Linked DNA regions of Rattus norvegicus: region 1 is linked to region 2. A link is a contact called in public Hi-C data. All regions are on one chromosome and are shown on one strand. The core of a region is the stretch at or near the end of the contact, and the rest is flanking DNA. Distances in the headings are between cores, read along the strand shown. Region 1 holds the start of Zswim7 (zinc finger, SWIM-type containing 7). Region 2 overlaps Specc1 (sperm antigen with calponin homology and coiled-coil domains 1).

Evidence for each region. Hi-C and Micro-C count contacts between places; a contact is called where the count stands out from the background.
Region 1: a contact with region 2 is called in a Hi-C map of the A7r5 cell line, with 7 times the contacts expected there. The contact joins the promoter of Zswim7 here to the enhancer-like site in region 2. A contact is called at or near these places in 11 of 12 Hi-C or Micro-C datasets (the A7r5 cell line, the Rat2 cell line, Schwann cells and 7 more) and 1 of 1 datasets of contacts at active chromatin or transcription factors (oligodendrocytes).

What each region holds. Positions count from the first base shown.
Region 1 is chr10:47,466,625-47,470,324 of GRCr8, reverse strand. Zswim7 (zinc finger, SWIM-type containing 7) reads left to right here and starts at 1,391. Exons shown (of 5, transcript NM_001163492.1): 1 at 1,391-1,481. The coding sequence starts at 1,406. It overlaps Ttc19 (tetratricopeptide repeat domain 19), which reads right to left and starts at 1,282. Exons shown (of 10, transcript NM_001415772.1): 1 at 1,062-1,282; 2 at 861-964. The coding sequence starts at 1,242.
Region 2 is chr10:47,216,963-47,220,808 of GRCr8, reverse strand. All of the region lies in intron 2 of Specc1 (sperm antigen with calponin homology and coiled-coil domains 1), which reads right to left. LOC134480804 (a long non-coding RNA gene) reads left to right here. Exons shown (of 2, transcript XR_010055653.1): 1 at 1-361; 2 at 1,012-3,846. Among named protein-coding and RNA genes, the nearest start is that of Specc1, 80 kb to the right of the region's middle. Within about 2 kb of position 1,613, at least 4 of the 93 cell types and tissues checked have an H3K27ac peak or open chromatin away from gene starts, as enhancers often do. A contact at or near this core is called in the A7r5 cell line, where this site is marked.

The DNA of each region.
Region 1 (3,700 bases), core at 142-2,641, 250 kb before region 2:
GAGAACAGGACCTGTGTGAGAAAATCTAGGAAAATAGAGGGGAAGGGTGGTGGTGGGGGTGATTTGAGAAGTGTTCTGGATTTGACAGCAATTGTGTTCATTACTGTGTAACTGGGAATTATCAACAACACATTTAAGAACCATTATATTTTCCCTTTTTTTTTCTTTTGAGGCAGGGTTTCTCTGTGTAACAGAGTCTTAACTGTCCTGGACTTGCTTTGTAAACCAAGCTGGCCTCAAACACACAGAGATCTGCCTGAGGAACCACTATGGTTTTTTTTTTAGGCTTAATTTTTTAGGGGGTAAAAAGAAGACTGTTAAAGACACATTTTGGGGAAGGAATTTAAGAAAAAGTGCTTAGAGGAGGGCACGCTAAATCTGAGACATAACTAGAGCCTTGCAATAGAGACAGCATGTCAGTGACACACTGCAGTCTGTGAACACAAATTTGGACGTTGTTGGCATTAAGTCGATATCGAACCCGTTGGAAGAAATTAAATAAACCTGGAGGGAATAAAAGGATGTGGAGAAACAGATTTAGACGTGAACCAAGAGGCATAAATGATACTAAATTGCATTTTCGGGACGTCATACATATTCTATGCACAAAATGTTATTTCGGCTTGGATGTTAACTGATTAAAGCCACCCCCGCAAAACATCCTCAATCAATACATTTGGACAAAATAAATAAGGAAACTGTGAGGGTGCCGTCTCCACCTGCACTCACAACTGCAGCGGTTTTGCTGCAGGATTCGCCCTGGACCAGTCTGGATGCATCCCAACTTTCCACCCCGGGCCAATACATCCAGGCCTCGGGAAGCGGAGCGGAGAGCGCGCACGCCCGATCGATCCTCTCACCTTGGCTCGCTTCAGCAGCTGGATGATCTCTGCCTCCGCCTCGTCTGTCGCGTCCTCTCCCGGCTGCTCCTCTGCCGCCGCGGTTCGCGAGAACCAGGCGAGCGCTGCGAGAAGCGGCTCAGAGGTCACCGGGACCGGCCCGTGCCCGCGCCCCCGCCCCCGCCCCCGCCGGGCCGGCCCCGCCCGGAGCGCTCCGCTCACCTGCCAACAGCGGCAGCACTCGGTGCCCCCGCGCCGGCGCGCCTCGGGTCCGCAGCCGCTCCGCGCCCGGACCCGCGTCACCGGCCCGCTCCGGCAGTAGGCGCGCAGTACAGCCCCCGCACCGCCGGCCCGCGGCCCGCAGCAGGGTTCGACCCAGACGCCAGCGAAGCAGCCGGAACATGCCGACGCGTCCTCACAGCTCCACTAGCCGCGGCTGGCCCGGGACGCCCCGCCTGTCCGCATGCGCGATGACGCGTGATGACGTCACGCCGCCTCGCCCCGCCTTCGGCCTGCCGCGCGCAAAGAGTTCGCAGCCCACGGGAAGAGAAGTCGTGCGGCGTGCTATGGCGGTCACGCTCCCGGAGGTCGTGGAGGAGCTCCTGAGCGAGATAGCCGCCGCTGTGCGGGACAGCGCGAGAAGTATGGCCCGCGAACTTTTATTCTTATCCTGTATAGCTCTGTCCCTGAAGCCTGTGCTCGTTAAATCGCTAAACTAGAGGACTTTGAATGACTAGACGTCAGATCCCTGAGTGCGAGCCGGTGTGCGGGAACCCCGGGTACTTGAAGAGAGCCACTGGGTATACCCAAGGAGTGGGCGAGGGCAGGGATGCGGAATGGCAGATGCCTAGACAATTTTGAGTTACTCGGAATCATTATCCACAATCCGTGATGCAAAGCTTAAAAAAAACACTCTTGTTTACTTTGTTTAGTAAACATATTTTACTAAAAACATTCTAGGGATGCAAAACCTTTAAAGAAATCTGCAAGTTGAAAAGTACTTCTTTCCTCTACCTGTAGAGGTCGCCCTATGCCTGTCTCCAACAAAATGACTAAACAAGGATGATCTTTGCTTACCAGCCAGAGTAGGAGGAGCTACCAATGGGGGAAACTAGTAATGAGGATCTACTGCGTAGCTCAGCTAATAGAGGGCTTGTCTAGCATGTATAGAGCTACCGTGGATTCCCCGCCGCCGCCTAAGACTGAGCACATGGCTGTAATCTCCGCACTTGGAAAGTGGAGACAAAAGAAGGGAAAGTTCAAGGTCAACCCTCAGCTACGAAATACTAGGCCAGACTGGGCTACTGGAGACTATCTGAAAAAGGGAGACGGGGATGAGGGGAGAAGGCTTTTGGAGTGTAGACTAGTTAGAAGTACTCTTCCAAAAATAGCCTCTCTAAATGATAGTCAAATTAGAGCTCAAGACTGCTACTGCCCATTCATTGTGCTCTGTGAAAGGGTTGGCGTTACCGCTTTAACAGAACAAGAAAAATAAGCAAACGAATGGTCTCAATTTGGCCTTTTACGTATGTGTAAAAGATTCAGCCAACCAGGTATTCAAACATGTTTTGATTTCTAAAAGTTGTGGGTTGTCAGTCTGTTGTGAGCTCTTGCATGCAGAATTTGACCGCAGATGTTCTGAGATGTTTACAGAACACTTGCTAGAACGGGGCTGTTGGTGGGTTAATACATATGCCAACAACTGAAGGGGACCCCGAGCTCAGAAACAGACTCTTGTGTTTACTTTTTAGTAGGACACTTTTCAATATTGGTTCTGAGTACTCCTTCCTAATCCCTGATCTTCCTTGGTAACCTTGCAGAATATAAGTACAGGTTGCACATATATGGTTTAAACTAGTTGGTACTGAGCTATGTAGGAAGCTTTGATTTCCTTTCCTGGGTTACTTGGTTTCCCTGAATTATAACCATCTTGGCTTACTTAGTTTTCTACATATGTATTTTTACTTGAACTTCAAATTTTTTCACCACTATCATGGGCCTCCACTCAAAATGTTAAGGTAAAAAAAGACATTTTATCAGTTACATTTTCGTAAAGAAATCTGCCTAGAGCCTGCCGACTTGCCTAGTATGGACTCGCTGGTGTCCGGTCGGGCTACTGCTATCTTCCTTCAGTGTTAAAGGCTTGGGAATTCTCTTTTCCCATTTTGGGTCTTGAGTTTAGCATTTCCTACAATTTACTTTCCTCTTGTTTATCCACTTGTGTATTGTTACCTGTCTTAGTTTATGCAGTACGTACTTGAGTAGGTTCCTGACGAAGGCATGAACTGTACTTTTGAGGCTTTGAATGTCTGAAAAAGGTTTTTCTACTCTCACAGTTAAAAGGTATTGTCTCATGTTGGGAAGAACATTTCTTCAGACATCTGAAAACATTGTTCCATAATCATCTAGCATTTTGCATCTAACTCTGGTGCTGAATTTTGTCTGTGGCTTTTTTTCCCCTCTGGGTATTTGAATTGTCCCTAAGTATCCATGGTTGTCCATATTGCCAACGTACAAGTTCCTTTGGCAGGATGGCACGTGATCCAGACTCACCTTCCTTTGTACTCTAACATGCTAGGTAGGTAGAAGACGTCCTGGGTTGCTTAGGGAAAATGAGAGAAGAATGGCATGTTTAGTAGAGACTCAGAATTTTCCAGGGCTGGTAGTACTGGTTTCAGTTTGGTTTTGTTCGGCCTTTTCATAGTCCAGGCTGGCCTTGAGCTCCCTGTGCTCGTGCCTTAGGCTTCCGAGTGTCACAGTTACAGGCACGTACCTGCCTTTCCATTTCTTTTTAAACATTCCATGGGTGTTTTGCCTGCATGTGTATCAGTGTACCATGTGGGTGCAGTGCCCTCCTAGGC
Region 2 (3,846 bases), core at 364-2,863:
AAGTGAATCTATCAAGATATTATCTCTATGTGATCAATCTAAAATGCCCATAGTCATTTAATGAAGAGATAGCCTGAGAAATTGCATCGTTAGGCAATCCTTTTGTGGTATAAACATCACTGAGTGTGTGCCCACAAATCACTGTATAATAAGCTGTATGGTAAATATAGAGTATCTGGATAATATATGTATGTGTGTATGTATGTAGATATTCTTTCTGGGGCCATGATGAACATAGAACACAAGATTAAATCAAGACAAAAGAAAGGACAGCCTCAGGACACGAAGGCAACAGCACCTGTGAACAAGACCACCACAGCTCCATGGCCATTTCACAGCACATTTCTTTCTTTGTAAGCAGGTATGTTCCAGAATAGTCATCAAACCCACAGTTATCAAACACATCTGGTTATCAGCATCTGAAACTTTATCACAATGAATAGATAGTTGCCTTTCCCTCATGCGACTGGCAAAGCAGTCACACGAACACGTCACCGCACATGCGTGAGCAATGCACTGTGCTCTGACACAGTAGCTATGCCACTAGGCCACAGGGATTCTACAGCCCCGTTATAATCTTACAGAGCGTCACACGTGTCTGTCATTGGCTGCAGTGTCATCATCCACAGCCCACGTGTATATTAGTGAGCTCTCCTGCAGTTGTTGGTACTAACTCTCCAAACCTGGATGAAATCATGTCTCCATTTTGATTGGCCACATTCCATTGCCAAAGGTGGCGACCACATTGAGACTGTCCTGTAGGAACTGTCGCAGAACACTGTTTGGGTCTCAAGACTCAAATGGTGGACCCTGTACTTCTTCCAGGATATGCTGCTGCAGGATATGCTGGGACAACTTGACCTCCCCAAACAGGTTTCTAGCTGCAGGGCCCAGCAGCCTGTGTAGGGCCAGCATGAGACCAGCATCTAAGTACTCAGGTTTTTGTTTTGGTTTTTTTTTTCCTAATTCTGTTTTTCCTTGTTGTTCTCCTTTCCTTTTGTCAACAAGTAGAACATGAACAAAAAGGCGACTAGGCTTTCCAAGAGACACAGGAGGTGAGTAGGCTGGCCATATGCTTCATACGTACACCAGGCGAGGCTAGGCGTTGGGAGGTGAGAGAAAAGCAGTGGGCAGAGGTGAGTAGAGACCAGCTCTGGAGTCCAGTCCTTGGCCTAGCCTCTCTGAGATGCATTCTTGAACCCTGGTGCCACAGAGATGTGGGGATCTTGGGCTCTGTCATCCTTGGACTTAGCCAACTCTACTTAAAAACGGGGGGGGGGGAGCCTCAGTACATAAAATGTAGATTATTCTCCTTACCTGATTCCTCAAAGCACTGTGTAACAGCTATTTACATAGAATTAGATATTACAAGTAATCCAGAGATGCTGGAGTGTAAGGCACATGGAAGGACTTGTAGGTTCTATAAAACACACACTGTCTCTGATAGGGCCCCCGAGTACCCACAGACTTTGGCATCCATGGTAATCCTGGAAGACAATGCCTGTGGACAGTGAGGTACAACTTGAATTTCTTTTCTGCTCATATAAACTCAAACCAACGCTTTGTTGATTATAACTGACTAAGCCCTGACTCACAGGTCTGGCTCCTTATTGCGGCTGGAGTGATGTGGCCTGTACCACAAGGAGGGTTCACAGCGGCATCCTTGCCCACTCTCTCTGCATTTCATCCCCTACCTTGTTCTTCCAGCGTCTGCAGCTCAGCCAGCATCAGTTCTATTTTGGGTGGATTGGATTCAGTTCCCTATTTGTGAACAGTTCAGACATCCACATCCATTTGCTCTCAGACAAACATCACCTATGTAAGCCCAGGTGGTGCTGTAGAAATATGGGCAAGAAATTCTATTGTCCTGTGTGCTTATAAGTTTTCCCTAAGGAAGGAAGTCTGCTTGCTTCTCTGATTATCACCTTTCCCCCTCTTTTCTCCTGCCCTCTGGAGTTTTCACCCCTCCCCCCCAGCTGGAAAAGGTAGGGCTGGCAAGGTGCAGGCTCAGTTCACCTCTTCCTAAGACCCTGCTATTCTACGGTCAGGCCAATGACCATGAAGAATAGTACCACACAAGTACACTCCCTATGGAAGACCTTTCTGAAGCAACGGCCATTGCTTTGGAAATGACCAGCACCACACTATCCTCAGAACCACTCCTGTACATTTCTTAAACACTGTCCTGACATCCAACCTCTCTGCCTAGTCCACCTCACATCTCACACCTGGACCTAGCCAGGAAATGGATGGAACTAGCTATCTCGAGTGAGGTAATCCAGACACGAAAAGGCAAATGTTGTATGTCCTCTCTTATCTGAGGTTCTGAGCTCCAGATCTTCAGGTGTATAATGTAAAAGAACTGCAGAAACCAAGAAAGGTACATGGTAGGGAGGCAGACGTGCTCGAGAGGGAACAGCAGGATACAGTGATACAAAGAAGAAAGGGGTGGGGGATTTTAATTGAGGAGAAGAGCAGAAGGTCAATATAGAAGAAGGAGATAGGAAGGAAAATAACACTAAGGGTATTGTGGTAGTTTGACTATGCTTGGCCATGGAAAGTGACACTATTAGGAGGTGTGGCCTTTTGGGAGTAGGCGTGGACTTGTTGGAGGAAGTATGTCATGGTATGGGCGGGCTTTGAGGTCTAGTGCTCAAGTTCCACCCAGTGTAGAAGAGAGCCTTCTAGCTGCCTGTGGACTGCAGTCTTCTAAAGCTGCTTTCAGATCAACATGTAGAACTCCTGGCTCCTCCTGCACCAAGTCTGCCTGCATACTGCCGTGCTTCCCACCTCAATGATAATGGCCTGAACCTCTGAAACTGTAAGCCGGCCTCAATTAAATGTTTGCTTTTATGAGTTGCCTTGGTCATGGTCTCTTCACAGCAATGAAACACTAAGACGTTATATGTTACTCTTATAATGCTGTAACAAATATTGTGATCAAGGTAACTTACAAAGAAATGTTCAATTATGGTGGCAGGAAATGCTGAGAGCTCAAGTCTAGATCCATAAGCAGGAGGCAGAGAAGATCACTGGGGTTGGCAGGAGGCTTTTGAGGTCTAAAGCTAGGGAAAGGGTGCAAATACACTTCCTCTAAAGAGGCCACACTTCTTAATCTTCCCCAAATATTTCCACAACCTGGACAAGTATTCAAACATATGGCCTAAGGAGGTCATTCTCATTCAAACTACCACAGGATGTTTGAATAAGCCACAAGGAATTATTTTTTATCTACTAAAAATTATATATCATACACAGAAGCACATGTGTGTGTATGTGCGATAAATAATATATATCGTTTAAATGAAGTTATTATTTAGGCTGATAATATTTGCCCAAGAGACATAGACTAATTAAAAAAAAAAAAAAACAACTCAGTACCAGGCATGAGAAACCCCCTTTTTGATTTGTTAATCAGGAAAGTCCAAGCCCTTGCCCTTGGTTGACTCCCAGGTTTGAGATAGGTCCCTATTTCTGAAAATACCATGCACTTCAGACAGGACTCAGAGGATCCAAGCTGTCTTGAAACTGACTGGAAAGCATCCTCCAGAGACTAGCTTCATAGCACAAGAAGGTGTTGTGAAATCTGCCCAGGGAGGGAAACACAGCAATGATGTCCCCTAGGAGTACAGTAGTGGCCCAGAGTCTTGCCGTAGCCAACAGCTGTCTAAGTGAACTTTAAGGCCTGCTCAACAGGAGGGGAATCATGCCTGTTACAGCGAACCTAGCCACCTACGCAGGGTGAGGGATGTCATGGATCTTAGAGGAGAGCCTACTCCCACACCACATTAAACTATCATAATTGTATTGTGAGTATACCCTTTGTGGTGGTTTGAATAGGAGCGG